Linked DNA regions of Rattus norvegicus: region 1 is linked to region 2. The links are chromatin contacts, called in public Hi-C maps. All regions are on one chromosome and are shown on one strand. The core of a region is the stretch at or near the end of the contact, and the rest is flanking DNA. Distances in the headings are between cores, read along the strand shown. Region 1 holds the start of Atg12 (autophagy related 12). Region 2 holds the start of Eif1a (eukaryotic translation initiation factor 1A).

Region 1 (3,727 bases), core at 1,208-3,707, 140 kb after region 2:
ATTTTAATCCTAGCCTCAGGAGGCAAAGGCAGATAGTTTCAGGAGATCAAGTTTCCTCCAGAAATAAAGTACGGGCTCCCAGAACATATGACAAAGTTTACCTTCCTAAAGAACAATGTAGGTACCCTTTTGTTATTTTGGAAATATTAGAGGAGTTGGAAAGGAAGAAAGGATTTTGGTTAGCCTATCTTTCATACCTCTGTCTCCAGTTCCCTCAACCCTCTGGAGCAATCAGATATCAGTAGCAATTAGGCACTGAGTTGTACTACTGAAGAAAGAAAAGCCAGAGGGCAAGAAGCTGGAGAAGTATTTATAATAATTATGGCTGCAGCCTTAACTCCCCAAATGATCTGATTGTAGCTCAGAAGCCTGGCTACATGCTAGCACCAACTGGAGAACAGTTAATATACACAGCAATCAAACTGAAATATTTTGCAAAGTAGGACCTTAGCACTGGTATTCAAAAGCTTGGTCAGGTTAAGTCTGTTAATGTTAATACTGTGCCACCAGGATCCTTTCCATCAAATTGTCTACAAAAGGATAAAAATAGGAATTCAATCCGTCAAAACCAAACCAAACAAACAAAACAAAAAAAAGTAAAGGAAAATATAGATTCAAATAAAGTCATCTCAGGCAGTATCTTGGATTATGGGTCATTTCCTAGTGTTCTCTAGTACACCAATCATCAGTGTGAAGGACTAGACTATTGACTTACACATTTGTATTTTTATTTGTTTATTTTTTGAGGGAGCACAGGCTGGCCTTGCACTCAGAGATCTGCCTTCCCTAGGCTGCTGAGTGCTGGGATTAAAAATGTGCCAGCCTCCAGTTTCCATCTTAAGGAAACCTCTCAAAGTCAGCTCCATGCAGTTAAATGAAGAAAAAAAAATTTTTTTTTAAAAGTTAACGGTGGTGGTTCTCTTTCTAAATACTCATAGTAGTACATCATGAATATAGACAGAGTTCCTCTAAATGCAAAGTCAGCCTTTTTTTCTTTCTTTCTTGTTGAGCTGGGTATTGAACTTGTAGACCTTTTGTGATGTTCCACTACTGGGCTCCATATGCCTGCATCCCCCAGGAGCAGTGCTGGGAGACAATTCTTCCCCCAGGCAACATAAGCAAGGTGGCAAGATCGAGAAACAGAGACCACACCCAGATCTACATTTTCTATCTCTGAAAGGAGAACAGTTAAAGACAAGGTTTACTTTTTCCTTGAAGTATGTTTATTTGTTGATTTTTCTTACAGTCAACTCTAACTCGACAGTGTTCAGTGCAAGTTAATCTAAACTCCTTTACTTTCCAGGGGCAAGCACAACCCTGAGACAATATGGAAGCTGAAGACAACTAGTTCAAGTAATTCAATGATGTACAAAGGCAGGAAAAGTTAACAAAAAGGTAACACCTACACCTTTACTTTTCCCTTAGCATTCTTCAGTGTCTAAAGTTCCAGGATTTTTGTTCTTGTTCTAAAGAATGAATTAATATTCGGTTGGCGTAAATCCGTATCGAGACTTCCAGTAACCGGTCTTTTGATAAGTACATGGAGCTACCGAGATCCCACTTGGGGCTCCCCACCTTCAAAGCCCAGACACTTTAAAAGGTGCTGACGATAAGGAACCTGGGTACCAGGATCACTTAGGCACTCAAAAGGCGTGAAGAACAGTAAGCACTTTTGTGAAATCCGACCAGGAGCCACACATCCTTATACATTGCTATTATGTCACCATATCTTACAGGAATAAGTCTGTTTCCTAAACCTAATGTACGTTGCAAACCATTTTCAATCTAAATTGCACTTGTAACACCATGACATATGCCCACATCTTTGCCTTGCTAAATTCCCGAACACCCGTAATGACTCACTCCCCTTCCGTAAGATGTATCCTTGCACACTTATCTACCCTACACATGGCCTTGACACCTGAGTCCCCTACTCTTCTGTCCAGATGCTAACATCAATTGTCTTGGCAGTTGTTACTCGAACCCTTACCCATAAAAAGGACCTCAAAAGCCAGTGAGGGGCTCTCTAAAACCCCAATTTGGGAGAGGCAGTTGTCTGGCCAGTCCCTTGTGCATTTCTAAATTTAGCTTGGTTTCGTGAGACAGCAGTGCAAATGTTCCGTCCCCCGCTCGGGTCTAACACTTTTGCTCAATTCTAAGAGTAGAAAGTGCACCTCTAGGATGCGCCCTTCTTTAGCTTTTGCCACTTTACGGGCCACCACTCTTAGAAACGCTATTAGGTCTCTTGTCTCCGCCCACAAACGGATGTTGACATACTTTTTTTCTTGGTGTCTCCGGGAGGTTCCTCCGTACCGGGCGAAACTGCAACCGAAGACGGGGGCTCTGGGATGGCTGTTTCTGGGGAGAGCTCCAAAAGGCTCTCGCCCGCCGCAGCAGCCGGAGCCGCGGGGAGCTGCAGCACAGCCTCTGGGTCTTCTGCCATCTTGCTTGCTGAGCGTCGACGGCGGAAGTGAGGTAAGAGCGTGAAGGGGTTGGACCTTGCTACACGAAGCGTCGTGAAGCAGGTGCCGGGCAGGTGGGAGCCGGATTAACAGTGAATTTTGGGATGTCTAGAGAGCAGTCCATATAGATAGTCTGTTGGAAACACGATAGTTACCGAAGTATAGAGTGTCATAGAGTTCTGAAGGGCTTCCGTGACGAATCTCTGTGAGCAACCATATGACCACGTACCCCTCCGGAGAGTTGGCTGGTCCGGGAACGCTTCCGTTTCCTCTTGGCCTGCCCCGCCCAGGTCCCGCCTCCAGGCCCCGCCCCTCGGCGCGGGAGCGCGCGCGCGCGTGCGGGAGGGGGCGGGTGGGGAAGCAGCGGCAACAAGCTCCCGGAGGCGAGGCTCACGCGCCCGCCCCCGCCCTGGCCCCAGCGCCCACCCTGTCGGCCCGGCCCAGCCATGATCAAGGCCATCCTCATCTTCAACAACCACGGGAAGCCGCGGCTCTCCAAGTTCTACCAGCCCTATGTGAGTATGCCCCTGCCGCGGAGCCCGGCGAGAGCCGGCGCAGGGCAGCGCCCAGCGGCTTCCTCGCAACGACCCTCGCGCCGCCGCGGCCCTCCTGGTGTCCGACTTCTCGCGCCGCTGGCTGTCAGCTCGGGCGGTGGGGAGCCGCTGCCACTCCCCGCCGGCCGCTCGCCGTCAGTGGGCGAGGCGGTTTCTCCGCCTCAAGGGGCGCTGCCCACCTGCCGGGTACCTCAGCCCGGCTGTTTCCTGTCGGGGGACCGCAGAGGGTAGCTGGCGCCCAGTCCCGCTCCCGGTCCCACTCCCCCTGCCCAGGTTGTCTCCGGTGGACTGATTTCTGTCGTCCGCGGACAGATGGGCCACCGTGTCCGCCCTAATCCTCTCCGAGCTCAGCAACTTTGGCTCGCTGCTCGCCCTAGCTAGTCTGTCCAGGGTGTTTCCATACGGAAGCATCCGAAGCCCAGTGTGACTTCCAGGTGGCTATTGGGAAAAAATAAAAAGATTAAGCAGGGGCCTGACTTCTCTCTTGGACTTTTAACCTACTGTCTGAATTTACTCTTGAGATAACTGGCAGCATACGTGGTTGACCCATCAGAAAGGGATGCTGTGTCTGGGAATTAACGATTTCATTTTGTATGGCTTTTCAAACCGGAACATACAGACATTTACCCTGGGTTTTAGTTTAAACGAAGTAGCATCTGTGAAAGTTCTCTTCTAGAACTGTGAACATTGTTTAATATTGCTAGGAGCAGA
Region 2 (3,449 bases), core at 834-3,333:
CAATAAAGCTATATTCAGAAGTCTTCCTATCACAATATCACAGATCTTGATTTTCACCAGTGGATGAAACACACATAAAGATTTCAGCTCAACTAAAGCTTTACAAAAAGTGAAGAGGTTCTCTCCTAACAGGAGAGAGGAAACTTCATTATATCGACCGTTCAGATCACTGTGCTGCTTGATATAGCCCTGAGCTTTAACCTGGAACTTAAAAGATGGGGAGATCGGGAGAGAAAATAGTTTTGGCAACCCAAACTATGACAGTGGACAGTACAAGTTTTAAGTATTTTGACTAACACAGTATTGAAAGTGTACATCAATAAAACGAAGACATTAAAGCTCAGACTTCAAAGACATTTCTATGATTTATATGACCTTTTGTCACTTGAGATGATGACTAATAGAGTTGTATTACAAGATCATTTTAATAAGTACATGAGATATAATTTTGTACTTAGAGAGCTGTATTATTCCATATATGATTACATACATGTATTAAGTACAAATATGAATGAATGAATGAATGTGTACTTTGGATTAAGACTAGGACCTTGCACATGCAATGTAAATATTTTAAAAAATTTTAAATGTTTTATAGCACCAAGTATTGTAGCTACAGATATAAAAATTCAACAAACATATATTAAATTTAAATAAAGAATATTCTGATTACAGCTTATAATTCCTTTGTAATTGTATATATTGGGAATTGATACACACATATATCCTTAATTCCTTTTTTGATCTTTAGATTTCTCTCCTCACAATACAAATTGTTATCAAGCCTTGTTGATTTTACCTTTCGCTTTTCTCCTTCGCCACAAATACTAACCGAGTACAATACTAAGTATAGTATGAATACTAAGCTATTGTCGTGTCTAATAAGAAACGATTTTTATTATTTTCAATTATGTTTTATGGGTGTGTCTGGGAGATGATACGTGCATGTAGGTGCAGGCGCCTGCAGAGGTCAGAGGTGTTAAATCTCCTGTAGCTCCAGTTACAGGTGACCTAGCACTAAAGAGCTGCTGAAATGTTAAATGAAACTATTAACAACAACAACAAACCGGTAGACTGCTTTAGGCTCCTAAAGAATAAAGTTCCTATTTTACATTGTCTGCGAACTAAGAAAGGGCCTCTTGTTTATCATAATGTTTTACAACACCCTTGACAGACCGTCTTTAAAAAAGAAAAAGCCTCTTAACAGAGCATTTCCAATCACCTCTGCAGTAAGGAAAGAATCCTGGTGTTAAACAAAAACAAAAATCCTAAATCCAACCCAACCGCCACAAAATACCGGAAACGACCGTGTGTTATGTCAAACCGATTAAATTGGAGTTGTGGATTACAGGAATAGGGAGCTGATACTGGGTATTTGTGCGCAGAAAACAGCTTTTTTAAAAAGAACTTCTTAAATTAATTTATTTAATGCGGCTTCCATTCAATGAGTGGCACTGGAGAATGTGACAGCCACAGGAAGCATTTCTGAAATTTCAGTTCTTTGAGCTCTGAAAAGAAAAGCTAAATGTCCTGCATAGGCTACTGAGGTCACTCTTGGGTTAGCGGATCACGGTGGCTGGGGCCCGTGGTACCTGGAACTCTAGGGTACACTTGGTGCCCTGAGTGATGTCCTCGTAGAAGCACTGCTTGGCATTGTCCGGCAGCTCAAAAGTGATCTCGGAGCCGCCGCTCGGACCCGGCAGTAGCAGTAGCAACAGTAGAGCAAGCAGTCTGCAACTCCAACGGCCTGCGGCGGCCGCCCAGCAAGTCGCCGACCTCGGCCGCGGCATCCTGACAGCGCGGCGGCCTCAACGGAGCTGCGGGGCCTCAACACGCGCGGCAGGCCCAGCCCCTACCGGCCCGCGAGCCTTAGTGAAGCGTGCGACGAGGAACCAGCGCAGGCTTCCGGAAAGACGCAATGAGGTACCCGAGCCGCTCTAGGAAAACCTGAGGGGCAGTGGTAGGAGACCCGGCAAACCAGCGGAGGAAGAGGCCTCGCTGACCGGAAGTACGGCGAGATCTAACGGAAGGGGCGGGACCGGGACAGGACCCGGTGACCCGGATGTGAAATCCGGTGGGCGAGGCGTTGTAGTGAGGACGTGGAAGAGCGTGAGGCCTCGGCGTTGCGTGGGCGGCCCTCCTTGGGCGAGGGGAGGGGGCAGTGCGGGAACTCGACGGGAAGGGGCGTGGCCGGCCGTTGCCTAGGAAGGGCGCGTGGTCTCGCTGCTCGCCGGGCTGAGACGGTAGAGGGGTTCTGCTGCATTTGTCACTGTGAGTACCAAGTTTGGGGAATCTCCTAGGGACTCCCAAGAGCTCGTTTTAGGGCTATGGAGGGCTAATCCCCGGTGGTAGAGAGATTTCTAGTTTACAGGAGGTTGTCGCACAGAGTACAGTCGTATTTGGAGGAGGCAGCTTACGCAAAAAGCGCATGTTCTCAGAGATGAGTAGAAGACTAGAATTTCTAATCCCTGCTCTTTACCTTCCGGCCAGCTGACCTCGGCCTGGATGCTAAAACTCTGCTATACTCTAAATAGTACTGCCTAAAATAAATACGGATTATTTCCTGAGTTCTTTATCTGGAAAAGGGGTCTAGAAGAGTGGCCGGCACGTGGTAAGCACAAGATAAGTTTCGGTTAGACTAAAACAAACATCCATTGAGTACCTCTTAGCAAGCTCCTTCTACTCTTCATACAGTAAGTGATAGTATGTCTGTTTTACTGATTAGGGAGTTAAGGACCCAACAGTAGCAAAGTAACTAATTTGCTTCTGATCGACATGGCGTTTCTTGTAAGGCATTCATTTTACGCTTCCCACGTGCGTAACAGGAATCAGGTGTTCCGGTTTTGTTTTGTTTTTTTTGGGGGGGGTGTTGGGAGCTTTTTGGTTTGTTTTTTAGTGAAAGAGATAAGGTGGGCTCTAGATTGCCGAGGATCAGTAGAGAGGTTTTTATGAGAACGAAGTAGCTGGCAGGTAGGAGTGAGGCAAGGCCCTGAGTAAGGGTTGGGTGGGGCGGATAAAACGAGAGCCGGAAGTTCACTCAGCTGCCTTGAGGCACTTAAAGCTTCTGCTGGGGCAAATGGGAAGGAGGCTTAAGGTCACATTCTTTTAATTTCTTCCAGACTGGGAAGACTAGACCTTCCTGAGAGCCAGGCCAGAAATTTTGTAGGTGAGTGAAAATAAAACTGAATTTGGCAGTGAAAAATGGAGGTTTTGTTTTTTGACTCATCTTGGACGGGTGATCTTGCTCTTATCTTGGAGCTGGTAATGGAGCTCACCAGTAGAACTTGTCCAAGTCCTAGGATTGAATCTCCAGAGCTACAAGGGAGTATGGAGGGTGGGGGTGGGGGTTTGGGAACCACCCTTTCTCCATAAAGAAATAAGATTAAAATCTCAGTGCAATGTGGAAGGTTTGGGAGGGAGGAAAGGGAGGAGGGAAAAATTAAAAAACT

The links. A called contact is a pair of places that touch in the nucleus more often than the background predicts.
Region 1: a contact with region 2 is called in a Hi-C map of Schwann cells, with 3 times the contacts expected there. The contact joins the promoter of Atg12 here to the promoter of Eif1a in region 2. A contact is called at or near these places in 12 of 12 Hi-C or Micro-C datasets (the A7r5 cell line, the Rat2 cell line, Schwann cells and 7 more) and 1 of 1 datasets of contacts at active chromatin or transcription factors (oligodendrocytes).

The regions. Positions count from the first base shown.
Region 1 is chr18:41,646,561-41,650,287 of GRCr8, forward strand. It overlaps Atg12 (autophagy related 12), which reads right to left and starts at 2,458. Exons shown (of 4, transcript NM_001038495.1): 1 at 2,278-2,458. The coding sequence starts at 2,443. It overlaps Ap3s1 (adaptor related protein complex 3 subunit sigma 1), which reads left to right and starts at 2,813. Exons shown (of 6, transcript NM_001398640.1): 1 at 2,813-2,977. The coding sequence starts at 2,909.
Region 2 is chr18:41,510,215-41,513,663 of GRCr8, forward strand. Eif1a (eukaryotic translation initiation factor 1A) reads left to right here and starts at 2,084. Exons shown (of 3, transcript NM_001008773.3): 1 at 2,084-2,271; 2 at 3,120-3,166. It overlaps Tmed7 (transmembrane p24 trafficking protein 7), which reads right to left and starts at 2,029. Exons shown (of 3, transcript NM_001105758.1): 1 at 1,593-2,029. The coding sequence starts at 1,790.